Linked DNA regions of Mus musculus: regions 2, 3, 4, 5, 6 and 7 are each linked to region 1. The links are chromatin contacts, called in public HiChIP or PLAC-seq, Micro-C and promoter capture Hi-C maps. All regions are on one chromosome and are shown on one strand. Each heading gives the region's core, a stretch centred on a gene start, on an enhancer-like site or on the middle of the called end of the contact. The rest is flanking DNA. Distances are from core to core; before and after follow the strand shown.

Region 1 (3,996 bases), core at 995-3,494:
CTGATATCCAGAACAGCTCCAAAGCACTAAGAGAAGATTTTAAACCTTTTCATTTCTGCAAAGATATTTGAGATGTCAATGGCCTTAATGTGATCATTCCCTATCTATACCTACACCAACCACTCCCCATAAATAATTATGGTTTGTCAATTGAGAATAAAACCAGAGCTGTAGCAGACAGACTGCTTAGCACTCAGGAGGCTACGAGTTTAATCCGCAACATCAAAATAAATAAAATAAAAATGGCCTTGAAAAATGTAACTTCAGGAGGTGAGGATATAACTCAGTCAAGTGCTTGCCATGAAGCATGAGGCTAGAGTTAGATCCACAGAAATGCAAGGTGGGGCTGGGGCTGATGCATTTGCTTGGAAACCCAGTGCTAATGAAGTGGAGCCAGGAGGATTCTAGGGGCTTGCTGGGCAGCCAGCCTAGCAGAATTAGACAAGCCAATGAGAAAGTTCACCTTAAAAGCAAAACAAGATGAATGGTACAGGCACACACATACACATGTGCAACCACACAAAAATGCACACACACACACACACACACAAATGTGACCTCAAAATAAGCAATTATTTATTTAATTAAATATTGTACATATCTATGGTATAGTCACCTAAGGAATGAAAACTGCTGCCAAATGTTTAAAGCTCAATCATTCCTTAACTAGATGAACACACTGTGACTTATCCACATAATCAATTCGGCTCATCTACAAATGGATGGGTTATTGGCAAATGCAACTTGGATGAATGTTAAGTACACACAGTGAGCAATGGCAGCTTCCAAACGCTGCTTGCTTACTATTCATACGATTCTCTGGGAAAGGAAACTACAGAGGAAAAGGCCAAGGATGGAACCACCCACTCCAAGTGCAGGTGTGATGTGGGGGGCGGGGGTTGGGGTGGGAGGGGTGGGGGGGGTGGAATCCAGGGCCTACTGTGTGCTAGGCAAGCAAGCTACATCCCCAGGTCAGAATGGAACTACTTTTTACTAGGATGGGTACATGAACACGCATCCATCGACGTGTGTAATAGCATTGCAGAGGGTCGTGGTGCACATGCGTAATCCTGGAATCATTCTTGGCAATCGAGTGAGCTTGGCCTGTGTGACATGAGACCCAGTCTCAAAACGCAATGGAACATACATAGCAATATAACAAAAAAAAAGTGATTTTTGCTACATACACTTAAGAATCGAGTCATAAAAATAAAGCAACACTAGCAGATGGTGGATAGAAATAACGTGAGCAGTTCAGTGGGGGAAAGGCTCCCAGATCTTCCTGGGGAACAGTCGGGTGTGTATTTTTACTACAGTGATGGTGGTTACACAAATTTAGATATGACAAAATGATAGGAGTTTTACCCCAATGTCGGTTTCCTGCTTTTGATGTAAACCGTAGAAGGAACTGAGTGAAAAGCAGAGTTGTTTCTGTGTATTCTTTTAACAACTTCTTGTTAATCTGTGCATTGAGACTAATCCTGTTATTGTATTTATTGAGCATCCTCCCATTGGCATACACGAGCATGTGCATAAACTTTATCCGTGAATACTTTTAACAAAACGGCGGTATATTGCATCATGGTCCTGAACCTTACTATTTTTTTTCTTTGGTGACTTTTCCAAATTATATAGACATTGGGTATTGTACAGTCTTTTCCTGGATGCATAATACTCTGTTCCAAATTGGTCCCATAATGCATTTCAATTTATTGATTAACACTGGTATCTTAACAAGGAATTGCACTTAAATAATTTGGAAATTTTTACAATATGAAAGATTAGCTAGAATTTGATTGAGGCCAATTTTTTTCACGGATTTCATAGGACCAACCACCAGAATATCTTTTAATTAGAAGCAAGAACACGAAGGACAGAAGGAAAACGCTGGGAAATTTCCTGGGTCCAATGGGAAGCAGTGAGCCTGCAGTTTGGAATTACTGCCGGGAATTCGCCATAAGGGCAGGGAGTGGAATGGGGGAAGGTTGAAGAGGAGGAACTACAGATGTAGGAGGCCATGCTCCAAACCCAGCCTTCCCAGGGCTCAGATATACTTAAGTGTATCCAGGCTAGGCACTGTGACGGTGCGTGGCCACCAGGCGGGTTCCTACCACTCCCACCATCACCTCCCCCACCCCCGCCTCCAGCCCACGCGCGCAAGGGGAGCACACGTGGTGACCTGCCTGGGGCTGGATTCCGGGCTCCAGCTCCTCCTCCCTCCCTCCAGCTCGCGCTCGGCTTGCTGCAGTATCACGTGCAACCGCGCCGGGTGCAGGATGGCGGCGGCGGCCGCGGCGGCAGCAGCGCTGGGTGTCAGGCTCCGGGACTGCTGCAGCCGGGGCGCCGTACTCCTGCTCTTCTTCTCCCTGTCCCCTCGGCCCCCGGCCGCCGCTGCCTGGTTACTGGGTCTGCGACCCGAAGACACTGCCGGAGGCCGCGTGTCTCTGGAGGGGGGCACCCTGCGGGCGGCCGAAGGCACCAGCTTCCTCCTGCGGGTCTACTTCCAGCCTGGCCCGCCGGTCCCCGCCGCGCCCGTGCCCGCACCCTCCCTGGCCCCGGGGGAAAACGGCACGGGCGATTGGGCCCCGCGGCTCGTGTTCATCGAGGAGCCCCCGGGCGCGGGCGGCGCGGCGCCCAGCGCGGTCCCCACGCGTCCCCCGGGACCTCAGCGCTGCCGCGAGCAGAGCGACTGGGCGTCGGACGTGGAGGTCCTGGGGCCCCTGCGCCCCGGGGGCGTGGCGGGCTCGGCCCTGGTCCAGGTGCGGGTGCGGGAGCTGCGGAAGGGCGAGGCGGAGCGCGGCGGCGCGGGCGGCGGCGGGAAGCTCTTTTCGCTGTGCGCCTGGGACGGGCGCGCTTGGCACCACCACGGCGCCGCCGGCGGCTTCCTGCTGCGCGTCCGCCCGCGCCTCTACGGCCCGGGTGGGGACCTGCTGCCGCCCGCGTGGCTGCGAGCGCTCGGGGCGCTCCTGCTGCTGGCCCTGTCCGCCCTGTTCAGCGGCCTGCGCCTGAGCCTGCTCTCGCTGGACCCGGTGGAGTTACGGGTGCTGCGGAACAGTGGCTCGGCCGCCGAGCAGGAGCAGGCGCGCCGCGTGCAGGCCGTGCGCGGCAGGGGGACCCATCTGCTCTGCACCCTGCTCCTGGGCCAAGCCGGCGCCAATGCCGCGCTGGCCGGCTGGCTGTACGCCTCGCTGCCGCCGGGCGTCGGGGACCCCGGGGAGGACTCCGGCGAGGCGGGGGTTCACTTCCCGTGGCTGCCGGCGCTGGTGTGCACCGGCGCCGTGTTCCTGGGAGCCGAGATCTGTCCGTACTCGGTGTGCTCGCGCCACGGGTTGGCCATCGCCTCGCACAGTGTGTGCCTGACCCGGCTCCTCATGGCGGCTGCCTTCCCGGTGTGCTACCCTCTGGGCCGCCTCCTGGACTGGGCTCTGCGCCAGGAGATCAGCACCTTCTACACGAGGGAAAAGCTGCTGGAGACGCTGCGGGCCGCCGACCCTTACAGCGACCTGGTGAAGGAAGAGCTCAACATCATTCAGGGAGCCCTGGAGCTGCGCACCAAGGTGGTAGAGGAGGTGCTGACCCCTCTAGGGGACTGCTTCATGTTGCGCTCTGACGCCGTGCTTGACTTCGCCACTGTATCCGAGATCCTCCGTAGTGGCTACACTCGCATCCCGGTGTATGAGGGCGACCAGAGGCACAACATTGTGGACATTCTGTTCGTCAAAGACTTGGCCTTTGTGGACCCGGACGACTGTACCCCGCTGCTCACAGTCACCCGCTTCTACAACAGGCCCCTGCATTGTGTCTTCAATGATACCCGGCTGGACACTGTACTGGAGGAGTTTAAGAAGGGTGAGCAGTGGTCTTATTCTTCCCCAGCTCCTATCCCCCTTCAAAGATAAAACTGCCCTTCATAACCATGAGAGGCTTCAGGTACCCAAAGAATACCTCTGATCTATGTATGGCGCTAAAACTCCAGGAAGGTCTGCTATTGGCTCC
Region 2 (3,996 bases), core at 774-3,273, 1.4 Mb before region 1:
TGGCTCCAAATAAAACCCAAAGACAGGGCTGGTGAGATGGCTCAGCGGGTAAGAGCACCCGATAAGAAGTTGTTTTCATTTTTTAAAAGTGCTTTAAATTCATGTGTTTCAATGTGAACCTGCATGAGTGTATGTATGCTACGTGTGTACAAGAGCCCATGGAAGCCCGAGAGGACTTTAGATGCCCTGGTACTGGAGTTACAGGTGCTGCGAGCCACCATGTAGGTGCTAAGAACTAATTCCTGGCTAGTAAACACTATTCACTATTGCTGAGCCATTTCTTGTGTGTCTCATTGTCTCCCCACCCCTCATAAAACCAAGCTTACTAAAGAACATTTATGTATTTGCAGCAACTTTTGTCTAAATTAAGAAGTTTTTGTTTGTTTTTTGAAAGAGGATCTATGTAGTCCTTGTCCTGGAACTCACTATGTAGACCAGGCTGGCCTTGAACTCACAAAGATCTACCTTTGCGTCCTAAGGCTCCACCATGTTCAGCTTAAATTAAGAAGTTTTAAAACAAAATAACCGGCTGGTGAGATGGCTCAGTGGGTAAGAGCACCCGACTGTTCTTCCGAAGGTCCAGAGTTCAAATCCCAGCAACCACATGGTGGCTCACAACCATCCGTAAGGAGATCTGACTCCCTCTTCTGGAGTGTCTGAAGACAGCTACAATGTACTTCCATATAATAAATAAATAAATAAATAAATTAAATTAAAAAAAAAAGAGTGTACAAGTCACCGGGCAATGGTGGCACATGCCTTTAAAAAAAAAAAACAAAAAAAAAAAAACAAAATAACAACAGTTCCCCCCTCCAATCTACGAATAATCATATCCCAGTTAGAGACTGTTTGGAAGTAGCCACCCAAACTACTCACACAATCTCCAAAATGTCCCCAAAACCACTTTCTTGGGTTGGCAATCTTTTAGTTATAAAGGAAGCAACCAAAAACAAACAAACAAACAAACAAAAAAAACAAAAAAAGGGAAGCAACCTTGGGTTTTTAGAACCCTAAGAGGAGAAAAAAAATGAAAGCTTTGATGAACAAATATTAGGAAACTGGAAATACTGTTTTATAAAATGTGTTTTTAAATGAATATGAAATAATTAGGTTTTGAACTTTATAATTCGAATCCCCTTCCTAGCTGGAAAGTAAACAGGGGCATTGTTACTATAAGCAGGTCTTATTTAGGAAGAATGTGGGATAGTTAGATGCAAAAAGATGAAAAGAGAACACTGGTACAGGAAGGTTTTTAAAAACACGATGAACCAAGAGTGGTGGACTCTCCGAAGTAATATTGTCTGGACACTATTTTATGCCAAGGGAAAGGAGAATGCCTGTGCTGGGCTCTAATAAAGCGAAGTTACTCAGGTTGGTACCTAAGTTGTTTGTGGATGCGGAATTGCAGAGATGACAATCCATTTCCCAAGCCTCAGTATGTGGGACCTCTCCCTACCTGTGGCACAGACGCGCCCTAGATTAAACAAAGCCCCAGACTTTCACCAGGCAACCCAGTCTTCCACTGCATTTTTCATCCCAGCCCGGCTCCGTCCTTTTTTGGGGGGGTCGGCCCCCACCACACAGGCTCTTCAGGCTCTCATGGGTCTGGCATTCCCTCCAGACACAGCCTGGCACACCCCTCTCGATAACCAGTGTTCTGTGTTCTCCGGGGCTACAACCTCTGGATCGAAATTCCAAACCCAATTTTGGGGTCCCACTCACAGCCACCTTCTGGTCAGTACAGCCAGGACAGAGGCTCGCTCCCTAGCCCAGTCACCTGCTTGCCGCCTTAGTCCCTACCTGGTGGACCGCACTCCCAGGTCCTCCTCCCACCCGCGTCGCGAGCCTACCTGAGCTTGGCTTCTGGGCGACGACTGTCACGCCCCAACGCGATGCGGGTCTCCAGCAGCTAGGATCTTTGCTGCTCTGGGCTCCCAACTGCCACTCTCCCCTCCGCCACCTCCACCCGCCTCAGCCACACTGGACGCCGCCATCCCTGACGGGCCGCACTGGGCACAATTCCTGCTGTTCATTGGCTGTTACCTAGGCAACCGCGAGCAACGCCACTCCCCATTGGTCCAGCCCTCTTTCGTGCCATCTTTGTGAGGGGCCCAGTGTTTTGGGAGTCTGGGCCAAAGATCTGAAAGAGAGGTGGGGCTGAGCCGGCTGTCCAATCTCATTAGTCCCAACAGAAAACAAGGACCCAGGTTTCCCCTCTCCAGAGACCTCCAGGCATAAACTTTAATCCTAAATAAGGCTGAACAAGTGTTCAAAGTGGCTACCCTCTCTAAAGGTTGTGATTTTTAGATGCATGAACAACTCCACCGCTAAGTATGAAGAGAAAACCTAAACCGTGCTTTAGAAGCTCAGCTTTGTAATTAATGATGCGCTGCACATTTGCATTCATAGGGAATCACTGTGTTCCACGTCTTCTGTATTTAAAATATATTGCTATTATTGGAGCAAATCTTCCCAAATACTGTTCCCGAATGTCTGTATAGCTGTATGTTTATTTATTGAAGTGCGTGTGGGCAGCAAGTTCTTCAGGGCTTGGGAAGCCAGGGTTGTCCGTCGTTGCTTCTCTCATGGAACTCATATGACATGTGTGAGGCATTGAAAGACAAAGCAAATGGCTTCAAATAGCTTTTTGGATTGGGATTTCTTCAGCTGCAGGTTAGAAAATGGTAATGATGAAAATAAGGGTGGCTTTTCAGGACCTGTATGAGAACATAACGCCAAAAGAACGGTAGTTTGAAGTTAATTTGAAAAGATTTGATTTCTGTGTTCAAATCCTATCTTCGCTACTTACAAATTGTGTATGTTTTTGAGTAACTTAGTGAGCTCTCTGGCCTGTAAAATAAGATCAGACCAATAAATTCAATATGGTATTAATAATACTCACTAGGTAATATAAGCTAAACTGTGGAATAGATTGTAGATTAAAGTGCAGTCATTGAGTCGGGCGTGGTGGCGCACGCCTTTGATCCCAGCACTCGGAAGGCAGAGGCAGGCAGATTTCTGAGTTTGAGGCCAGCCTGGTCTACAAAGTGAGTTCCAGGACAGCCAGGGCTATACAGAGAAACCCTGTCTCAAAACAAAACAAAACAAATAAGTGCAGTCATTGAAAAATAGAATGTAAAGAAAGGGATCTCTTTAGAACTTGTGTTAGGAAATATGAAGAAATGAGATTAAATCACAGATTATGTGAGACCAAATTATGGAAAGACCTATAAATTTGCAACAACAACAACAAAAGCTTGCAAAATGTAGTTTCTTTGGCCAGCAAGATGGTTTGTTGGTTTGTTGGTAAGAACAAATTACCTTGTCTCCTTGGGACACAGCATCCAACATCATTGGAGTTATAATGGGAGTTAGTGAAGCGAATCCATGTAAGATACAACGCCCAGCACATACTTAGCACTGGGTAAGCGCTCTCCATGTGTATTTCGACATAGACTTACCTAAAAGAGAAACCTAGTCCCAAGTGGCAGACACAGAAATAAAGTTTGAGGGGAAAACTCAGAATTCCAGGGAGAACTCAGAATCTTGGATCTTTCCTTGCCCATAATATTAAATCCATTAGCTAAATGAGATGAATGATATCAAATACTATTTCCATGGTTCTGAGAACCCATTATATCACTACATGAGTTAGGTAGACATCGCTACATAGCTACTTTACCTATAAAAGGCCATTGAACTCTATATAGATCTTTGGCCAGGATGGTGTATTTATTTTTTGTTGTGTTGGAGGTGAACACAGGGTCTTCTATATGGTAAGCAAACACTCTACCACTGGGATAGCCTCTCAGCCCTGGAAGGATTCATTGGAAAAAAAGAAGTTGGAGACATTCTCACACATACAACTAAACAATAGCTCTTTCGGTTCAGTACTTCTCTCGAGTCGGAATAATAATTTGACTCAAGAAAGTAGGCTGATGGGGGCTGGTGAGATGGGTCACCAGGTTGGCACTTGTCACCAAGCTTGACAACCTG
Region 3 (3,996 bases), core at 462-2,961, 1.3 Mb before region 1:
TGGTTTGATGCAGGCATTGTCCTGTAGGCAAATGTGGCTTGCTTAGTGTCTTAGTTAGGGTTTTATGGCTGTGAAGAGATACCCTTACCACTAAAACTCTTGTTACAGTGTCATGGCAAGAAGCATGGTGGCATGCAGGCATACATGGTGCTGGAGAAGGAGCTGAGAATTCTACATCTTGATCCGCAGGCAGCAGAAAGAGACTGTGTTCCACAGTGTTCCAGCTTGAGCACATGAGACCTTAAAGCCCACAGCCACAGTGAAACAGGTCCTCTAGCAAGGCCACACTGATTCCAACAAGGCTACACCTCTTAACGGTGCCAATCCTTATGGGCTAAGCAGTGAGTTTATGTGGGATGTATCTATTCAAATCACCACACTTAGGTCCAGTACTATTCCTGCAGCCAATTGGCAAGCAACTCCATTTGTATGTACTGAGGGGCTCCTACATGCCAGGCTCAGGCAAAGATGGATAAGCCAGAATAGACCAGTTTTTGATGTAGTAGACTCAGAACTAGGGATGATTCAAATGGAGGCCCAGACAAACAAATAATTGTCAATGTGGGGAGCTCAACCTTAAACCAGTAAGTGCTTAAACTGGGTATGTCTGCTGGTGAGGGAGTGTCTGGAAAATAAAGAGCATTCTGAGTTCATGTGGGAAACTTGCAGTTCATAAGTGACAGAGTTTGGACATGAGTTGGGGAAGGAAGTGGAAAAAACCCAAGAAACTGGAAGTTGGTTGGGGACAGATTATGTAATGTGCCACATTGACAGGACACAGCTCCATACTGGGTTGGGAACAGCCAGGTCAGTTGTGTAACATTGCTGAAGCACAAAGGTTGGCTCTTTGGTGGGGTGGAGAGCAGAGAAGCCATCTCTGGCTTCCTGGTCTGAAACCCTTCAGTCTTCAGGAAAAATGAAAACAACTATTGCTCTCCTGTCTTGGGTCGCGGGAAGCTTACATAGAGAGGGCCCTGTAATGTCAATGAACCTTGGCATCGTTGGGATCCTTGCCATCTAGGTCAATAGTTAAGCATACGGGACATGCCATCTCTGAGACCTAGGCCTGTCCTGACCATGTTAGGTGACATGTTTTTAATCTAAGCAAGACGCAAAGATGGCCAGGAAGGAATGGTCGAAGTGTTTGGCGTTGCTATGCTCTGTGCGCTGTGGGTAAGGCAGCTGGGCCTCCAGTGAGTGATAGTTTTCTTACACTGACCAAGAGACCTTCATGGCAAGACAGTCTGAGACCAGCTTTGGACAGGCGAGTTTGTGGTGGGCAAGTGAAGGGTACTGAGGATGTCCCAGTGAGAACAACTGTCAGTTCAGACCTCCTGCTTACTCAGGCTTGATGGGACGCCTCGATGGGAGAGAATTATGTCTCCAGTCTCCTGTGACTGGAGAGAATCAAGAGGGTCCAGCCACAGGCTGGGCAGAGGCTGTTGTAGCTTTCTTCTCGAAGACCTAAGATCGGCCAGGCCTGCGAGGCAGGAAGGGCTGGGGTGGCTCCAGATGTGGCAAACTTGGCCCAGCAGCCTGGGCAAAAGGCCTGTCATGGGCCAGGGGGGTGCGGGCATTCAGCCCTGGCTGCAGAAGGAAGGAATGGGAGCGGAGGAGAAAGGGGGGGTAGCCAGGGTGGAGGGCGCGACGGCAGGAAGCTGGGAGGCGCGAGGAGGGGTGGAGACCAACGAAGGGGACGGCCAAAGAGCGAGTAGGAGGGCTGGAGAGAGGGAGAAAAAGGAGAGAAGGGAGGAAGGGTGCCGATGAGAAGCAGCGCTGAGGACTTGAAGTAGAGGGAGGAGGGCAGGCCTCGGAGCAGCGGGAGCAGCGGGAGCAGCGGGAGCAGCGGGAGCAGCGGGAGCAGCGGGAGCAGCGGGAGCAGCGGGCCCGGGCTCGGGCCGCCCCCGCGAGCAAGGCGCCGCCATTCCGCTGCTCGGGGCGCCGCCGCCGCCGCCGCCGCGTCCGGGGGCCATGCTCCCGCCGCCCCCGCGCCAGCCGCCGCCCCAGGCGCGCACGGCCCGCGGCTCCCTGCGCCTGCAGCGGGCTTTCCTGCGCGGCCCGCTGGGCGTGCTGCGGCTGCTGCAGCTGCTGGCCGGAGCCGCCTTCTGGATCACCATTGCCACCAGCAAGTACCAGGGCCCGGTGCACTTCGCGCTCTTCGTGTCCGTGCTCTTCTGGCTGCTCACCCTGGGGCTCTACTTCATCACGCTGTTGGGCAAGCAGGAGCTGGTGCCCGTGCTGGGCTCGCGCTGGCTCGTGGTCAACGTGGCGCACGACCTGCTGGCGGCTGCTCTCTACGGGGCGGCGACGGGCATCATGATCGACCAGACGCAGCGCCACAGCTACTGCAACCTCAAGAACTACCGGCTGCCCTGCGCCTACCATGCCTTCCTGGCGGCCTCTGTCTGCGGCGGCCTCTGCCTCGGCCTCTACCTACTCTCGGCACTCTACGGCTGCTGCCGTCGCTACCAGGGCAAGGAGGAGGTGGTGTGAGGCCACCCGCTCCACCGCGGCCCAGATCGGTTTAGGGAATCCCTCCCGAACCCTTCCTGCCGCCGCCTAGTGCCGGTGTGCCCCTGCACCCTCTCCCTGCCTGCGTTTCCACTGCCCGCGCCCTGGATCCCCGACGTTCAGTTCTAGTCTGACTGCTGTACCGCAGCTCAGCCCAGATATCAGCTTCCAGGGACCCACGCAGCCATCCGAGGCGCCGACGCACACACCCAGTTGGGCCGCTTCAGGCGAAGCCTGGAAGTCCCTTTCCTCATTCCCTGTCGAGAGCTAGACGTGGACAGGCGCCGCCGCGTAGATCCGGGGGAGGCTCCCAAATTGGAACCAGTCTTTGGACTGCGCCATTGCCCCCTCCCTCCTGCCCTGCAGTCGGAAGAGCATCCCTTCCCTGCCCCCTCTTCCAGCCTAGGGAGGTGTAGAATGCAGTCAGGCAGCTGCAAGAGGAGCTGGGGACAGGCTTTAGCTAGTGCTAGGATGGATGATGGATGACGTCTTTAGTTGTAGTTTGGCTCTCTCCCTGCGCAGCCCTACGTCTACGAAGTCTTTGGGTGGAGTCAGCTACAGAAGTGGTGGATAGCAAAGGCCTGCTGGCTATACCTTACTTAACGACGCAAGTCTTCTCTCCGCCTAAATCCTTGGTGTTCATTCAGATTGGGCCAACTGTACTAACTTCCCTGGCCTCTCAGATGTCACTCACTAGCTTCCGCCGCACTCCACCTATAAATATGTTTGCATTGGGGATCCCACGTGGCCAACGGCGATCATTAAGGTGCTGCCCACCTCTTTGGGAACCCAGATCCCGCTCTTCCAAACAGCTGTTCTAATATTAGAAGCACACTCTTTCCTCTAAAGCAGTGGGTTGTCTAGGGAGCCAGTACTGTGTTACTTCCCAAAGAAGGGGTAGAAGGCAAACGGGTCTGTCAATGGTGCTGCCTTCCCGAGCACATTCACAATGTTTGTTAGCACAATGCGGTCTCTCTGAGAAGTTCTGCAGGTATCGCAGCCACACATGGTAATTCAGTTCACTGGAGTAACTATTGGGCCTAAGCCATCCCCACCGCAAGACTGTGTCTATGCTGTCTAGGTCATGCCTACAGGTTGACCCACTGAAAATTAGGAAGCTCTTTTTTCCCTAACTCTAACTGGGGGTCCACCCAGTGACAAAGGAGCTAGGACCCCCTCCCTAGCTAGAGACCTGAGAAGAGTTGAATATTCATTCACGTTGTTGGAAACAAGAAGCCAAGGATATCCAGATGATCCCCCAATTCAAAGAGATCCTGGCATTGACTCTGAGCAGCTGGTGCGGTGAGTTCTGTCTGCCACCAAATTGAGAACTATCTGGACCTGGGGTGGACAGCTGGTGCCACCTCTAAGGTAAGGCATTTTGGATAACTGGGAAGTGCCATAGGCCTCTAGCAGGAAGCCCAAGGCCACCTCCTCTTCCAAACTGAAAGTGACCTTATTCACAGAGTATGAAGAGTGACACTG
Region 4 (3,996 bases), core at 1,121-3,620, 1.2 Mb before region 1:
ATATGGCCGTCAGTGGTTTGTATGTGGGTCGCTCTGTTGTCTGGGAGATCCACAAGAGTAGGGCCGTGTCTAGTTTTCTCTGGGTCTAAGGAAGAGAAGAATCCTTGTCCTACATCCTCATTTGCAAACCATCAGTGCTAGCATTCTGTCTAAACTCCACCCCGCAGCAGCCAGGTATGCTCCTCCCCACAGTTACCTGGCAACAGCCAGGTAGGCCTGACCTACTATAAAAGGGGCTGCTTGCCCCCTCCTCCCTCACTTGTTCTCTTGCTTCCCTCTTGGGCTCTTCCCTTCCTCCTTCCCTTCCCCCCTCTCTCCACGTGGTCATGGCCAGCCTCTACTTCTCTACTCTCTTCTCTCTACCTTTCTCTGCCTCTACTATCCTCTTAACTCCCCTCCCCATGCCCTGAATAAACTCTATACTATACTGTCATGTGGCTGGTCCCTTAGGGGGAAGGGATGCCTAGGCATGGGGCTGCTAAGACACCCCTTTCCCCATATCTGGCTAGACCCTCCCCCCATAGAACATACTCCCTTTCTCTTTCTCTTTTTTATAAACACATCAGTCAGGATGTAAGGCTTTGGGTTGGACATCTTCTGGACACTGGGCTGCTAGATTATCCCCTTCATAGCATATTGGGAGACTTTAGGAAGTCACGAGGAGCTGGAGAGATGGCTCAGTGGTTAAGAGCACTGGCTGCTTGCTCTTCCAGAGGTCCTGAGTTCAATTCCCAGCAACCACATGGTGGCTCACAACCATCTGTAATGGGATCTGATGCCCTCTTCTGGTGTGCCTGAAGACAGCTACAGTGTACTCATATAAATGAAATAAATAAATCTTTAAAAAAAAAAACCCAAAAAGAACAAAGAAAGAAAGAAAGTCATGAGACCCTTGCTGAGCTGGCATCTGGCAGCTATGAGCCTTCCCTGTGCTGGACCAGGCTGCAGCACCCTATCTGCACTGAGATCACATTCCAGCCCTGCTGTGCCCAAGCGCCTTCCTCAATCATCTCCCCCTTCATCTCTCCCATCCTTCTCGCTGGCTGCTTCTCAGGCTGGCCATAGCATGCTTCTGCTCTGCCTCTGCCAGGGTGAAGCTTATCCATCACAGTCTCAGTAGATACTGAGACGACTCATGCCATCCCCAGGTGGCAGGCTGGCCCTGCCAATGCCCAGCAGTGAACTGAATCAGCCTGCAGTTGCTAATGTCACTTTCACCTTGGTGAGTCATGGAGTTTTGGCATCTGGAACCCTAAGGACCAATAGTACCTTTTTCTCCCTATCTTTCTAGCCCCTGTCTGCGTCTTGGACCTTGGCAGGTCAGGCTGACAGTCCCCAGGAAGATCCCAGCCTCTGCCCCGTCCTCTGGTGCCTATAGGCAACTCACCCATGCAATGGCCATTGTCCTGCTGGGAGAATCCTTGGCCGCACTGCAAGGTGGGCAGAAGCAGAGACACTTGTGAGTTGAGAGGCCTCATCTCAGTTCCCTCCTAGTCACAGTAACAGAGTAGCTGTCACCCTGATTGCAGCTTGAGAGGTGCTTTTAGCCTGGGCCTGAGGGGAGCCCCTCCCTCTTATTCTAGCCTTGAGCTAAGAATGGAGAGAGATGGTGTGGGTGGGGGAAGGCAGAACAGTTATAATCCACACTCTCCCTGTACTAGAGAACTATGTACCTCAGATAGACCTGAAAGTGGACTAGAGCTGACCTCTAAAAAGCCTCCAGAATTCTGGTGTATGGTCTGAGCCTCTTCCAAGGACAAGAGGAGGCCTCTTCAGGTATTCAGAAAATACCGAAAGTAGGAATCAGTTCTCAACACAGTGCACAACAACCTTAGCTGGCTTTGGCTTCATTCTCTGGGCCTCTGGTTTCCTCGTCTGTAAAATGGGTGCACAACCCATGGCGACATCATCTGAAGCCTGCCCTTTGCTGAGACCATCTCTATTACTCTTTGATTCTAGAGGGCAAGTCTACAGATTTACCCCTAGGATCATGGGTGATGCTTGCTTTTTGTTTTGTTTTGTTTTGTTTTGTTTTTTTGACTATGCGGCCCAGAGGCTTTGGCCCACCTCTAGTGGGGCTGTGTTCTGAAGTTTGTCCTCATCCTGGGGGTAGAGGATCTCCAACACCGAGTTCATCTCCTCGCTGGCCACACTTCGGCTCACCATCTTGCCATCTGGCCACGTCACCTCCACACTGCTGGCTTCATCCCGTCCTGTGGGAGGAAGGAGAAGGGTCAGGAGCATGAGAGAGAGGGCCTCTTGGAGTAACTATGGTAACAAAGGTTGTAACTGACGACACACTCTCCTAAGGGCCGTGGGAACGATTTAGAAGCTCCTCTTTGGGGCCATACTGTCCAATCGACCATTCTTTAGTGATGGAAAAGCCCAGTGTCTGCCTTGTTCAGTGCACTAGCCCCTGGCCGCGGTGCAGGATGAGAGTTACTGAATTTAGCATTTTACTTAATTTAAATTAATTTACATCTCAACAGCTACATGATGCATTCTAGGCAACAGAACAGGCATGAGGAGGTTGAATTTGGGGAGCTGTGTGGCTCAGAGAGAAGCAGGTTGACTTCAGAGCCAGGGGTTCACATCTTGGCTCTGTCACTTGCTTGGTATGCTGAAAGAACATGACCAGAGCAGGTGGCTGGGAGTCCTGGGGACAAATCCTAGCTCTCCAGCCAACTCGTGTGACCTTCCGAGCTCGCTCACATTTCTATTTCTGGAGCCCTGCTAGAGCCACACCCCTTCCTGTGACTGGAATGTCTCCTCATGGGTTTCCCTGTCCATCTGGGAGGTGGGCAAACAGACAAATAAAGAAATAAATCATGGTGTCTATTGACACGCTTTGTGAAGAAAGGACAAGGAGTCATTCAGGGCTGGCCAGATCCTGTTCAGTAGTCAAGGTCAAACTCCTGGGGAGGAGGCACTTGAACTGAGCTGTAAGTAAAGCTTACAGGAAAGATGGGGATTGAGGGCACCTAAGGAAGGCCACTGCAGATCCGAGCCATTTACAAAAGATACCTGTGGGGGCTGGAGAGATGGCTCAGTGGTTAAGAGCACTGACTGCTGTTCCGATGGTCCTGAGTTCAATTCCCAGCAACCACATGGTGGCTCACAACCATCCATAATGGGATCTGACTCCCTCTTCTGGTGTGTCTGAAGTCAGCTACAGTGTACTTATGTATAATAATAAATAAATCTTTAGACCGGAACAAGCAGGGACTGAGCGAGTGGAGTTGACTGGAGCGAGCAGGGCCGAGTGGAGAGAGTGGGGTTGATCAGAGAGAGCAGAGGTCCTAAAAATTCAATTCCCAACAACCACATGAGGGCTCATAACCATCTGTACAGCTACAGTGTGCTCACATACATAAAATTAAAAAAATCTTAAAACAACAACAAAGACAAACAGAAGATACTTGTAAAGCTCAGACACTGTCCCTTGTGAATCCATCACACACATCCCTACAGCAGCATGCTATAGCAACACATCAGGAAACAGGTTGGGAAGGTTGGTCCAGTGTTTAGGCATTTCTAACGTCCGCTCAGCTCCTGCATCAGGAAGTGGGCTAGCCCTGTGGCAAGGTCTGGCTAATGGTGATGACTTAGGGGTTGATCAGCAGCACCTGCCAGCCTTTCTCAGGTTGTAAGGGAAGGCAGGCAGTGCCCAGTACATCGCTGGAAGAGTGCAGGGACAGTCATGGGAAAGGCTCAGAGGACATCCCCGCTCCTCCCACAGATCCCTGGGGCAGGGTGAGGCTTGGACAGCTCACCTGTCTGTTCCAGGTTTTGCTTCATCTAGATCAGAGGTTCTCAACGTTTCCAGTGCTGCACCCCTTGAATACAGTTCCTCATGTGGTGGTTACCCCCAAACATAAAATTATTTTCTGTGCTACTTCATAACTGTAGTTTTCTTACTTATCATGAATTGTAACAGAAATATATGTGAGAGGGTCCTTCAACTCTAGAGGGGTCTGGAACCACAGGTTAAGAACC
Region 5 (3,996 bases), core at 618-3,117, 1.1 Mb before region 1:
AGAAATTCACACGTGAACTTGACCACAGTAATTCTGAGAGGGTGAGATGATTGCAGGAGGTGTTTCTGGAGCTCTGGGTCTAGAGGAAGGTACAGAGGTGTTTCTGGATGCAGAGCTAACAGTGGAATCACCTGGAGGGCTGGTTTAATACAGACTCTTGGCCCCATTCCTAGGGCTTCCAATCCAAAAGCTCTAGAATGGGCCTGTAGTCTGTGCATGTCTACCAGACTTCCAGGTGCTGCTGAGGCTGTAACTTAGTGGCACAGTGGTTACCTGGAATGAATGAGGTCCTCGGTTCAAAATCCAGTACTACCAGGAAAAGGGAGAGGGAAACAGACTCGTGGGGGCTGCTGCTGGCTAGTGACTCTAGATTCTGAAAAGCACCAGTCAGAGGTTACTAGCCTAGTCCTGGTCTAGTCTCAGGCCCCGATGACTCTTTAGCCGTGGGCACGTCCATCAAGGCCTGCAGGCTGCCTTTTGCACGTGCTAAATGGGGGGGGGGGGAGGGCAGGGTGTCTGAGAAGCCGGAATGAGACAATGTATGTGAAAGGTCTCCGAGAAGATAAAAAAAAAAACGCAATATAAACATGAGGCATAATCGTTATTGACCAGGGAACGCTTCTTGTAAGAGATCAGCTTTGAGCTCCATCCAGGAAGGTGAGTGAGTGACGGGGCAGCTGGAGATAAAGGGCAGGAGATGGCTCCAGATCTGGAGCAGGGCGTGAGGAAGGGACTTGTGGCTAGGCAGGGACAGACTCCCCTCAGCCCATCACCACCCTTGCCAGTCCCCATGAGTTGAGCTGTGTCTCTGGCATTTCTGATTCAGCTGGTCTGAGGGATGCAGCAGGCAGGGCCTGTGCTTTTTAGTGCACACACAGAGTCCAGAGGAAGATGTGGTGTGTCTCATTCTACACTGACCACCACATTTCTCCTGCGACAGGGTTTCTTCCTGAACCTGGAACTTGGCTGGTGGCTAGCAAGCCCAGGAACCCCCCTGTCTCTAACCCCCAGAGCACCAGGATTGCAAGCACTTGTAGAACCACCCCTGGCTTTTTACACAGCGTCCTGGGATTTGAACTCAGGCCCTTGTGCTTGTGCAGCAAGCACTCTTACCCGCAGAGTCATCCCCCTCACCTCTGAATCTCCATTCCTCACAGTGCTTGTGCTGACAATAGTCTGGGGGTCACACTCTGAGAACCACTGAGCAGCTAGCCCAGACACCCCCAGGTGGGGGGGGGGTAAATGAAGATGGCTTGAATGGGGGGGGGTCGTCAGGAAAGCCTGTCTATTATCATGTACCCAGAGCTGGGGTAGCAGGGGGATGGAGTGTGGGTGTGCTCTGCTTTCCGGCAGACAGAGTTCAATTCCCAGCTGTGCCTGCCATTTATTATGTGACCAAGGTCAAGTTGTTTAATTGCTCCAAGCCTTAATTTCCATATCTGTAAAAGGTGATAATGGTAGCTTGTACCCCATGGGCTTATTGTAAAGATTCAGAAAGAAGAGGCCTGTGACGTGGGCTCCGTGCATGGTTGGTTGCCCAAGGGTGGGCCGCTTTTGTCTTCTGTCCTTTGCCACTGCTTTTTGTGTTTTCTATGCCACACTGCATTCCTGTCTTCTAGCTTCTGCATTGGCCTTGGTCTCTCCCAGTTCATTCCGTACAATTCCTTGGACCCAGGAATGGGCAGGAAGCACCTCTTCCCCTGGTGGTGATTCACTGGAAGGTTTTTTTTTTTGTTTGTTTGTTTTTTGTTTTTTGTTTTTTTCTCCGGTTCTCCAAGGTCTTGGAGGATGGAGTGAGGTCAGGCTGGGAGTAGACAGCTTCCGAGCACCGCCCACTGTGCAGAGGGACGACGCCCTCTCCCTTTTGCCTTCCCCACAATGCTTTTGTCCCATGGTTAAATGCCAGTGTGAGGATGACCTTGCTAGGACATAGAGTGTATCCATGATTAACCTCCAGCTCCTCCCTCCAGTTCAGGGAGAACGTCCCACTTTGGCCAGTGTGGGAGGTTAAGTCCTGACGAGAGAGGCGGGGAAACAGAAGGAGTGTGGACAAGATCCCCAGCTGTGACCAGACCTGCCACCTATGGCCCTCCACCTCCCAGGGCTCTTCAGACCCACCTCATTGTCCCCTCCCACCAGGCAGGAGTCCAGGTGGCATGGATTCAGGTCAGGGCTAAATGTGGTTTCACAGCCCAGCTTGGCTCCTCTCCCCAGCACCAGCTTGTTAAGAAATAAATATTTATACCTGGCACCTGCCTTCTCCTAAGGCCTGGAGACCCCTGCTGCGAACATTCGCGCTGAATCCCCAATCCCTCTGTGCCATCTCTTGGAGCCCACCCCTTCAGCCCCACAACTGTGGAGCAGGGCAGCAGCTGTGCCCTCGCTGCCGTGATTATTGTTATAGAGCCAAGCAGGTGGGTGGCAGGAGAGCAGGTGACAGGGTGGACAAATCACATCCCCAGAAGTCGCTGTCTACGGTAGGGCTGCTGGGACCCAGCTCCAAGCACAAACGACAGCTCCTCTCCTTGCTTCCAATTCAGCCACGCTTCCCCATGTTTTGGGTTAAACACAGGAAGGGGGTTGATGGAACCATTGATGAACTAAGGTTCTAGAACATTCAGGTAACCCTGCCTTGACCACTTCTGCACTCCCCTGTTGCACCTTCAATATTATAAAGATATGGACAGGGTCATGTGACTCAATGCCTAGCTCACTGAAGCATTGATTGAATTCATGAAGCATTGATTAATTGAATGAATGAGCACCCCATTTAGTATTGGACTTTGCTTCATGTCTTAGGCATGTCACTGATCTTATTTTTGTTCCCCAGTTAAGCCACTTAGTATCTTGCTTCTATTGTGTGTGGGACAACGGGAGCTACCAAGGTGGGACAGCCTTGGGCCCTCTGCTTCCTCCCAGGCCCTCCTGGGCCCTTGCACTTACCGTCCTGTCTACACAGGCCACGGAGCGTCCCGCAAAGAGGCTGGCCACTCCACGGGCCACATTGACGTCATCACTCAGGATGTCTTCCCACCGGTTATTTCGGAATTTGAACAACTTGTCTGTGTATGTGGCCACACCTGGAGAGAGGAGGCAAGGATGGCTGGTGGACAGTGGACAGGACACAGGGAGGCTCTGGTTCTGTCTCCTGGCATTTGCTACAGGAGCTGGGGCGGAAAGTGTCTGTGGTTAAAGACAGGGAGGCTCTCTGCAGGCAAAGCTCCTTTCTAGTTGTGAACTTGACTCTAGCTGGCACCAGAAGAGAGGCTCAGGCTAAGGGAGACAGCAATTATAAGCCTAAGGTTTAGAATCAGTGAACAGAAGTTCCAGTCTCCATTAGACCTAGATTCCGGACTCTGGGCAGGTTGCTCAGCGTCTCCGGGATTCAGTTTCCTTATCTGTTCATGGGGATGAACACTCACATTCAGTGAGTGTGAATACAGACAAGTGTATGGGCCGCATTCAAGTTTGCTGAGGAATGCATGAGGGGCTGTACACGGAATGCTTAGTCCATTGTCCCCTAAGGGGAGCTCTTATGAGGTGAAAATGAGTCCTCCCTTCTAAATACGAGCCACTCGCCAGACACCAGATCCCCAGTTCACAGGCTGGTAGTCTGTGGGTGTGAATACAAGTGTGTTTGAATGAGAGTGTGAGTGTGGCATAAGAATGGGTAAGTGTGCAAGACTGGGGCGTGCGAGCGAGAGTGAATATGGGAGAGCGAGTGAATGTAAGTGTGAAAGTCAGTGTTCCGGATGGATGTGCTAGTTTGAGCACAAGCACGTGTGCAGCCGAGCGTGAGGGAACGCACGGGGTTAAGTGTGCACTGGCGGGAGACCGGAAATGGGTGTGTGAGAGAATACAGACAAGTGTATGAGGGGGTGTGATGAAGTGTCGTGCATGTGTGAATGCGTGCAGCGGCAGCACTGCGTACACTGGGTGTACACACTGGGTGGCTCACTCGGAAGAACACCCGTGTGAGAAGCAGGGAGGCTGACT
Region 6 (3,996 bases), core at 520-3,019, 1.1 Mb before region 1:
TGGTCTACTACATCAGTGACTTTTCTAGAAGGTTCCGTTCCTTCTGAGGTCGGGTGATACTGGGGGTGTTCAGAGTGCCATGGCTGTATATTTTCTAAGCACCACCACCGAGTTTTCCTTTGGGAAGTTACTGAGATACTGTTGTCTGAAGTCTTCCTTGGTTTCAGGGTTCTCATCCAGAAGTCAGCACACCTATGGATAGGGCTTAGGGGTTTCATGAACTTCCTCCTAACCTACTTCCAAAATGACAATGTGCTAATTGCCTGGAGAGACAACCTTATCACCGTCCCATAAAAGCCATTCTCAGGCTGGCTCAGCTAGTTAAGCCTGTCTGAAGACCTGACTGAGCTCAATTCTCAGGAACCACATAACGATGGAGTTCACCATCATTCCAAAGTTGTTCCCGGACTCTACTCACCCAGCAATTAAAAAAAAAAATTAAAAAAGGGTTGCCACCCCCACCCCCACCCCACCCCCACCAAAGGTTACAAGTGACTGCCCTGGACATTCTCTAGTGACCTCATATTTTCTGCTTTTAAGATCAGGCTGGTCAGTAGAGGCACACACCTTTAGTCCCAGCACTTGAGAGGCAGAGGTATAGGGTCTCTGAGTTTGAGGCCGGCCTGGTCTACAGAGTGAGTTCCAGGAGAACTATCTCGCCTCAGAGAAACCCTGCCTTAAAAAAAAAAAAAAAGATGTAATACAAATTATTGCTTCTGTTTTAAATCTCCCTTTGAGGAACTTCTAAGCCATGGCACCGTGTACTACATGCAGAAGATATTTTTGCATGGAGGAGGTGTTTCGTTAAGTCTCGCTCAGCCAGCTCTGCCTACACACCAGGAAGGGGAGAAGTCCCGGAGACACCCAGGAAGCCTGTGTCAGTGTGTAGCATGGAGGAATGAAGCATAAAGCAGGACCTGCCAGCAGTCCCCGCCAGGCACCCCCTGCTGTGGAACAGGAGACGAACTCTGTTGTACATTTCTGATCACAACACGGCTCTGACTCTTCTGGTGCTCAGCACCTCTGGTTAGTGCTCCTGGCTGCAAGGTCACCTGCCTACAACTCAGAAAAACACCAGACAACGTTGCTTGGAGCACCTGAATAGAATTCTGACTACAGGGCTGGCACCTCGACTTCTTTCAACACTTTCCAATTTCCTCAAAAAAATAAAGGAAAAAAAAAATTCATCCAGAGGGGGAGAGATCACTCTGGAAGAAATTGTTTAAATTGTATTCTTCTTGGGGTCGCCAGAGCAGCTTAACTCCTTGAAGATAAAAAGTGCATGTCATTTCTAATTCTTTGGAGTCCGGTGGCATCTCTTATCCCACCGGGCTGCATCCCTTCCCTTGGTCTGGGGTCACTCCTGCCCGTGAGCTAACAGCAGGACTCAGGAGCCAGGCTGCTCAGGGCTGCCTCCCTTACGGGATCAGGGAGCAGGAGCTGCGATCCTAAGGCCGGCATTTACACTCCCTGCTCAGAGATAGGAAAAAAGACCCTTTTCTTCTGCTTGATATATTTAGTAACGACCTTAAAGAGTCTGCGAGGCTGAATGAATTGGTGCATCTCGCTGCATTGGAAGCAGCTGCCACGGCTCAGACAGGAGGAGGGAGAGGCTGGAGGGGAAGAGGGGAAGGCGGCGGGGCGGGAGTCGGGAGTCGTTGGGGAGAAAGGGAGCGGGAGGCCGGGAGAGAAGCGAGGGAGAGAAGGTGGAGACAGTGGGGAGGAAGCCAAGATGAGGCGCTGGAAGCGCTGGGCCTAGCCAGGCTTTGTGTGCTGAGCCCCTGGCTGTCTGGGCGGCAGGCAGCCTGGGATCGATTCCCGGTGACTGTGGAGGGTCAGCCCGGGGTAGGGTGGGGGGTGGCGGTGGGGGTGGCTGTGGCCAGAGTCTACCGTTAAATCTGGCTAAATGGCAGCACTTAAGAGCCCTGTGAAGGAATCCAATTTGCTCACAAGGATCGTCTACAAATTTATATGTCGGCATTTAACACAAAACGCGCCTGGACCAATCCCAGGGCAGAGAAGAACCTGGCCTGGCTGATGGACCCGCCTCGCCATCCCGCGCTAGTCACTAAGTGGGGGAGGGGGAGGCCGGCGCCTGTCCCCATAGGCCTGCTGACTGCAGGGTTTGGAAGGCTTGGGACCTCTGGATCTGGTGTGCCCAGATGTTGAAACGTCCATGCAGGAGATGGGGGGCAGGGAGGGGCGGGAAGCTGGGAGATCCCTCCTTCTTCTGTTTTCAAGGAGGTGGGAAGTGGGGCAAGGAGTAGCTGAAAGATTCCTGTTCGGCATCCAAAAGGAGGAAGAAAAATAAAACCTAGTACTTTCGCCCAGGTCAGGATCAAACCCCAGTCCCACAAAAGTGTTTTTTCCTTAGCGCCGTTGCCGTCAACTCCGTTAGCCATATATCTTTGGCATAGGTCTTGATAGACCCTTCCTCCAGGCCTGCAGAGCCTCCCGGAGCAGGGTCATGGCTGGATTTGCAGCTCCTACTCACAGAGGCCTTGTCTAAATATCACACTGTCCCACCTAGACTGAGAAACACCTGGCAAAGCTTGCTCCAAGGCTGGCAGGCAACAGACCAGTTTGCTGCCTCTTGAGACTGTGTAGTCTCAAGCTATAAAGCCAGGAGAGAAAAAGGAACGCTGTCCATGGTATGTCGGGCCCCTTTACAATTTACATCAAAGACCCCTAAAAGGGAGTTGAGGCAGCAGTCCAAAGATCCAGAGGGAGAGACGGGCTCAGATGGACTCTGAGAACCCTGAAGACTTTACGGAGAGTTGAACGGCAGCCTGAAGAGCCTGGCTGGGCTCTCCCAAGCTCCAAGAGGCAGGCAGGTTGCTGCTGCTTGCACTCATCCAGGGTACCACTGATTAGGTGGCTCAAAAGCCCTCGGAGAGGAATAAACAAACATCTTCAGAAGGTCCTCAGTGCTCGCTCGGCTTCTAACAAAGCTCTACGGAGCTGATTAGTGACTTAAACATGCGGGTGATAAAAAAGAAAACCAAATGTCTGTACAGAGAGGCGAAAGGGTTTCATAGTTAGCAGTCCGGGCACCGGCTCTAGGACACCTGAGTTCAGAGCCCAGCTTCCCACATAGAATCCCAAACATACACAGCTCAGCACCTGTCATGATAAGCAGCTTGCCAAAGGACTTAGACCTGTCATGGAAGACGCCTGAGCTGAGGCCCTTTATAAATTACCTTTGGCCCTCTTAGCTGTCAGGGGCCCACCTGGTCTCTGGGACAGCTTCACTGGCCTTACCGAGCCTCCCTGGGCTCACCTGTACCACACAGATAACCTAAGTACCCACATCATGGGGTGAACAGATGTTCAAATGAGCTAGCCCCTGTAGGGGGCTGAAGATAGTGCGGGAGACACAAGAGGGCTTAAGTCTCAATGCTGATAGTTAGTTTCAGTAAGCATGCTCACTGCTAGGTTCAAATTCTGTTTGTTCTATGGGCAAACCAGAAGACCATTGCAGACATCTCGGTTGGATCCAATTTTCTCTCTTATCCAGCTCCCTGCCACAGTTCCACATTGTGCCTGTAATGGGGGAGTTTATCACATTCTATTCTTTGTACGAGATGTCTATGGATATGTCTGTGGGCTCGGCTATAACAGATTCCCATCCTCTTGAATTCAGGACTACACCGTATCCATCTTTGTTTCTCCTTGAGTGGCTGGCAAAGTTCCTTCCTACAGCTCAATAAGTGTTTGCTGAGCTGAATGTGACGCAGACCCACATAGCTTGGCGCAGTCATCTTTGTTAATTTAGGCCTAGGCATCGTCTTAACAGCAAGTGTAAGCTGCATGCTCTCCCAGCACCTGGGAATCTCTGCTGGACCTTCAGGATGTCATAGGAAAAGCAGGAGTGTTTGCCAAGCGCTTCTGAGTACTTGGTATTCACCTGCTGTCTAGTGGCAAATTAGTATTGGGCTCGCCTGGAATATATGGGTATGGTTTGAACAGCTGGACCAGGTGGGCCCCTGACAGCTA
Region 7 (3,996 bases), core at 714-3,213, 1.0 Mb before region 1:
ACAAGGTGTTGCAGTGATCTCTTCCTTCCAGAGGATGTATGTGGATCTCAAGGTCACGCAACTGGGAAGGTGCACACCAGGGCACCATCTCAAGCCATATGAACTCCGAGTCTCTGCTTTTCCAGCTACGCAATAGTATTCTTTTTTGGAGGAGGAGCAGCAGGCTATATGCCTAGCCAGGAGAGGCTCAACTATCCCTCTTGATTTCCATCTTCGCTCTTCTTTGAAATGGGTAATTAACGTTTTCTTAGCCTTATGTAAAGTACCGTGGGAATCAGTGAGCACGCAGCAACCCCTTCTACGGACTAACACTTTTATGTCCTGCCCGTGTAGAACCTCCCTGGGAAGGAAGTGATACCTGCACGGCCAAGGGAGCTGACGTGTGGCAAGAGGCAGCCTTGAGAAGCCTGCAGATAGCTTTCCTCTAAGCTGCCGTTTGCTCAGTGCCCCTACTTTGCAGAGGGCAAAGCCACGGCATCCCAAAACCGCAGCTCTGCCAGCTGGGCTGGTGCTGGCCACAGAAGACTGCAGACCCAAGCGAGAACAAGCATTGGCCACTGCGTTGTGGTTTGGAGTTACTGTCACACAACCGTATCGCTGCAAAGGCTGATTAATACGTCTGTCAGACTCAGGGTGGGAGGCACTTACCCCGCCACAACGATCTCGAAGTCCCCATCATGGTCCACATCTGTCACTGCCACTCCATAGTTGAGCTGGGTGGGGTTGCTGTCATAGTCAGGGGGCAGGACTGAGTTGGTGACTGCAGTGAACATGGGCTCAGCCCTCTGGGATCCCCCAGTGAGAGGCAGAAGCCACAGGGGCGGCAGCAGGAGCAAAGCCATCCTGACCATCTGAAAGCAAAAGTTACAGGCTTTACTGAAAGGTCCCAGAGCTGGGCAAATAAATCCAGTCCCGGGAGGCCATGTCGGCATTCTCCCCTGTCTCAGCCATCATAGAACCACTGCTTTGTAAGTGTCCCATCTCTGCTATCGTAAATCTACAACCTGCCTCCATCCCGGTGGGCCACTGTCCCTGGTCTTTCCCCCCTCTTCTGTAGCACCCATCATTGCACCACTTGCGATGGGATTTACTGCACCTCACACTTAGTTACTGGCTGTCACCCTCTGCTAAAGTACAAGATCCACTTTGCCATGGATATTTGTCTGGTTTGCTTACTTGATATGCACCAGGCTAAGAATATGTTATGCAAGGAGCAGTCAAGATGTATTTGAGGAAGGAAGGGAGGGAGGAAGGAAGGAATGAAGGAATGGAAGATGGAAGGAAGGATGTCCTATATACTCTGAAAGAATGAAGCAAATAACAGATTTCAATGCAGAGGTGGGGGGTGAAACCTTCCTTCACCCACAGGTCACTGGGTCCAGAGCAACAACAAAGGTAGTGGGGGTTGCTCTCCTGTGAGGCATACCCCAGAGGTGGCCTGGCAGGTTCTCCAAGACAAGATTCCTCCCAAGGACTGTTGGTCATTGCTTCCAGACTAAGAGGCAGTCAGTCAAGGGATGTGTTCCAGCGAGGTCTGGCGGCTAGTACATCATTCACTTGGAGAAATTAAACCATTGTGTGTGTGTTTTATTATAAATTAATTATGTATAATGCATTGTATAATTCATTATTATATCTCTAACATAACTCAGGGTGTTGCCAAACAGCCGAAGACCCTTCGGAGCTGATGGCACTCGCCCAGGAGACAGCTGAGAATGGCCAGGGAGGTGGCACTCCACCTGCTCGAAGTGAGAGCAAGAGAGCTTGGGAATGCTGAAGCTAGCTCCACTCTAAGACTCTGCCATAGGCAGAGAGAATTGGACCTCACAGAATGTCCCCGAGACTCTCGTGGAATTCCAGGAAGCCCGCGCAGGTCCAATCCGGCAGCAAAGCACTACCCCTCCTGCCTTCAGTAGGCAGCAGGCCTCCTCCTGCCAGAACTTGGCTGCTTGCTTGTCAGCGCATCTGGCAGCAGAGAACAAGGCTGAGCCGGACTGACATCTTAATGAGGGAAGAGCAAAGGAGATCTGAAGACTGTCTCCCCATATGGAGACAGATGCTCCTGCCAGAAAATGAGCTTGTGCTCCAGGTCAAGGACCCAGAGGCCAAAACGGGGGGTCCAGGCACTGCCTTTAGATCTGAAGCCTCCTTGATGTCTTGCTGTAGAGAAATGCAGGGGCAGAGCTCCATCGGAGGGTAGCGACCATGTAGGATCCATCGTTAAAGGAGGATCTTGCAGTGTGTTCAAAGTGCACATGTTGGGAGCCCATGTGCTCCCATGATACCATGATACCAAATGAGGTCATTCCAAATTAAGAGTCCTCTGGCTAAGACAAGCACACGCTCTCAGAGTTCTGCAGCTGAGCAGGACATTTCCCTGGCTAAGGAAACCCAGAACCATCTTTACAAGCAGGTGTGGGTGGATAAAGAGTATTTAATAGGCAGGGTGGACATGATGAAGTGTAGCAGGGATCTGAAGGTCACGAAGGCTTTTATTTTATTTTACTTAATTGATAGCATGTCTTCTATTGAAGGGACAATAGTGAACTCCTACTTGAGAGCCAAATCCAATTGATTGGCAGTGGCTGGGATATGTGATCAGCTTACAGCACCATCCATGAGTGCTGCCTCCTCGAAGCTCCTTGGCAGCTGCCGTTTGGGTCACCGAGACAGGGGTCAGATCCTAGTAGGGTGACAGATGCCTAACTGGAAGAAGTTCTAAGAAGGGCAAAGTCATGTGACCCGGCCTCTTGATTTTTGCCTTTCCTCTGGTGGTGGGAGGGAGGGGAAGTGTACCTGTGGGTTGACCTCAACTTTGTTTTGATGATCTTGACAAGTTCGAATACCACTGGATCCCTGCTCTCTCCTTTGAAATAAAGGTTTGGGAAGAGACCTCTGAAGGGCCTTTCTAGCTCCAAGACTCTATGGTGGATGAAAGGAAGTTTTTAAAGGAGATATTCAGAAGTCTCCACCACGTGTCCACAAACGGCTTCTGCAAACCTCATACCAACCTGCATGGCTTTTCTCTTCTGAGGATATTAAATCCATTTAAAAGAAAACAACTTTCCAGAAGGGTCCTCTATAGTATCTAAAGGGCCAGGGAAGAGAGCACACGATTAATCACATAAATTTCCAAATTCTTGGGGTAGGCTGGGGGTCGGGCTTAGGGTTTGTGTTCCTTATGTCTAATTGTTCTGCCATGCCAAAGGTACCCCATACACCCTGTCCTGGGGTGCTCAGGACCAGCTTTAGGAAGTGAAATGGTTAGTACTGGGTTATCTTGATGCCAGGTTAGGAAACAGTAACAGTGGGGAAGCTTATGAGAAGCTATGGTAACTGCATCTGCCCCTCTCAGGATGGAAGCTGCCACTGGCATGCTCCTCCTCCTGGCTACTCGGAGTGGTCCACGCATAGAGCACCAGAAGCATCATTTAGCAGCCGATTAGAGATGCAGACTGTGGGGTCTCACCCAAGACCCACTAAATTAGAATATCCATTCTAACACGATGCAGGCTAATTTGTATATACGTTAAAACTTAAGAAGCATTGCACAGCCCTGGCTGAACACTGAAAGCACACGAGGAGCTTCACAAAATTCTCAAGCCTCACAACGATTTCTTAGAGAAGACACACAAGAGCACAGACGACAAAGGAAAGTCGGACAAGATGGCCTATATCAAAATGAGAAACTTTGGTGCGTCAAAGAACACTTGTCAAAGGACGAAAGTCAACCACAGAATGAGTATAAGTGTTTGCCAACTATGTATCTGATAGGGTATTGCCATCCATAGTGTATCAATAAAACACTTCTGCTGCAGTGCGGAGGAGGAGGAGGAGGAGGAGGAGAGGAAGAGGAGCAAAAGGAAGAAGAGGAAGAGGAGGGGGAAGAGGAGGAGGAAGGGGAAGAAGAGAAAGAGAGGAGGAAGAGGAGGAAGAAGGGGAAGAAGAGGAAGAGGAGGCGAAGAAAAAGGGAAGAAAGAAAAAGAGAAAAAGAAA

What was found. Promoter capture Hi-C pulls out the DNA fragments that hold promoters and counts their contacts. A called contact is a pair of places that touch in the nucleus more often than the background predicts. HiChIP or PLAC-seq counts read pairs in DNA pulled down with a chosen protein or histone mark.
Region 2: an H3K4me3 HiChIP or PLAC-seq map of forebrain shows a contact between it and region 1, with 6 times the contacts expected there. The contact joins the promoter of Morn4 here to the promoter of Cnnm1 in region 1. A contact is called at or near these places in 1 of 39 promoter capture datasets (hippocampal neurons) and 1 of 115 datasets of contacts at active chromatin or transcription factors (forebrain).
Region 3: an H3K4me3 HiChIP or PLAC-seq map of embryonic forebrain shows a contact between it and region 1, with 6 times the contacts expected there. The contact joins the promoter of Marveld1 here to the promoter of Cnnm1 in region 1. A contact is called at or near these places in 3 of 39 promoter capture datasets (the 3T3-L1 cell line, cranial neural crest and hippocampal neurons), 1 of 484 Hi-C or Micro-C datasets (cortical neurons) and 2 of 115 datasets of contacts at active chromatin or transcription factors (embryonic forebrain and forebrain).
Region 4: a contact with region 1 is called in a promoter capture Hi-C map of embryonic stem cells, with 4 times the contacts expected there. The contact joins the enhancer-like site here to the promoter of Cnnm1 in region 1. A contact is called at or near these places in 6 of 39 promoter capture datasets (cranial neural crest, embryonic stem cells, frontonasal cranial neural crest and 3 more), 1 of 484 Hi-C or Micro-C datasets (bone marrow-derived macrophages), 3 of 115 datasets of contacts at active chromatin or transcription factors (embryonic forebrain, embryonic stem cells and forebrain) and 1 of 9 other capture datasets (macrophages).
Region 5: a Micro-C map of embryonic stem cells shows a contact between it and region 1, with 2.0 times the contacts expected there. The contact joins the enhancer-like site here to the promoter of Cnnm1 in region 1. A contact is called at or near these places in 5 of 39 promoter capture datasets (the 3T3-L1 cell line, frontonasal cranial neural crest, hippocampal neurons and 2 more), 1 of 484 Hi-C or Micro-C datasets (embryonic stem cells), 3 of 115 datasets of contacts at active chromatin or transcription factors (embryonic forebrain, forebrain and stem cell-derived neural progenitor cells) and 1 of 9 other capture datasets (embryonic stem cells).
Region 6: a promoter capture Hi-C map of hippocampal neurons shows a contact between it and region 1, with 5 times the contacts expected there. The contact joins the enhancer-like site here to the promoter of Cnnm1 in region 1. A contact is called at or near these places in 4 of 39 promoter capture datasets (frontonasal cranial neural crest, hippocampal neurons and liver) and 4 of 115 datasets of contacts at active chromatin or transcription factors (embryonic forebrain, embryonic stem cells, forebrain and 1 more).
Region 7: a promoter capture Hi-C map of hippocampal neurons shows a contact between it and region 1, with 4 times the contacts expected there. The contact joins the enhancer-like site here to the promoter of Cnnm1 in region 1. A contact is called at or near these places in 3 of 39 promoter capture datasets (the C10 cell line, hippocampal neurons and maxillary cranial neural crest), 1 of 115 datasets of contacts at active chromatin or transcription factors (embryonic forebrain) and 1 of 9 other capture datasets (liver).

The regions. Positions count from the first base shown.
Region 1 is chr19:43,438,169-43,442,164 of GRCm38.p6, forward strand. Cnnm1 (cyclin M1) reads left to right here and starts at 2,245. Exons shown (of 12, transcript NM_001373992.1): 1 at 2,245-3,849. The coding sequence starts at 2,277.
Region 2 is chr19:42,084,347-42,088,342 of GRCm38.p6, forward strand. It overlaps Morn4 (MORN repeat containing 4), which reads right to left and starts at 2,024. Exons shown (of 5, transcript NM_198108.2): 1 at 1,851-2,024.
Region 3 is chr19:42,145,678-42,149,673 of GRCm38.p6, forward strand. It overlaps Marveld1 (MARVEL (membrane-associating) domain containing 1), which reads left to right and starts at 1,712. Exons shown (of 2, transcript NM_183195.2): 1 at 1,712-3,882. The coding sequence starts at 1,972. The coding sequence ends at 2,493.
Region 4 is chr19:42,285,786-42,289,781 of GRCm38.p6, forward strand. It overlaps Crtac1 (cartilage acidic protein 1), which reads right to left. Exons shown (of 15, transcript NM_145123.5): 12 at 2,068-2,213; 13 at 1,388-1,430. The region is part of intron 1 of Gm34347 (a long non-coding RNA gene); the gene reads left to right. Among named protein-coding and RNA genes, the nearest start is that of Mir3085, 7.6 kb to the left of the region's middle. Within about 2 kb of position 2,371, at least 8 of the 459 cell types and tissues checked have an H3K27ac peak or open chromatin away from gene starts, as enhancers often do. A contact at or near this core is called in embryonic stem cells, where this site is marked.
Region 5 is chr19:42,320,769-42,324,764 of GRCm38.p6, forward strand. Crtac1 (cartilage acidic protein 1) reads right to left here. Exons shown (of 15, transcript NM_145123.5): 4 at 2,944-3,080. Among named protein-coding and RNA genes, the nearest start is that of Mir3085, 43 kb to the left of the region's middle. Within about 2 kb of position 1,868, at least 5 of the 459 cell types and tissues checked have an H3K27ac peak or open chromatin away from gene starts, as enhancers often do. A contact at or near this core is called in embryonic stem cells, where this site is marked.
Region 6 is chr19:42,379,107-42,383,102 of GRCm38.p6, forward strand. All of the region lies in intron 2 of Crtac1 (cartilage acidic protein 1), which reads right to left. Among named protein-coding and RNA genes, the nearest start is that of Gm41848, 16 kb to the right of the region's middle. Within about 2 kb of position 1,770, at least 50 of the 459 cell types and tissues checked have an H3K27ac peak or open chromatin away from gene starts, as enhancers often do. A contact at or near this core is called in forebrain and hippocampal neurons, where this site is marked.
Region 7 is chr19:42,413,293-42,417,288 of GRCm38.p6, forward strand. Crtac1 (cartilage acidic protein 1) reads right to left here. Exons shown (of 15, transcript NM_145123.5): 2 at 649-851. It overlaps Gm34299 (a long non-coding RNA gene), which reads left to right. Exons shown (of 4, transcript XR_003952940.1): 3 at 1-232; 4 at 334-1,601. Among named protein-coding and RNA genes, the nearest start is that of Gm34299, 5.3 kb to the left of the region's middle. Within about 2 kb of position 1,964, at least 8 of the 459 cell types and tissues checked have an H3K27ac peak or open chromatin away from gene starts, as enhancers often do. A contact at or near this core is called in hippocampal neurons, where this site is marked.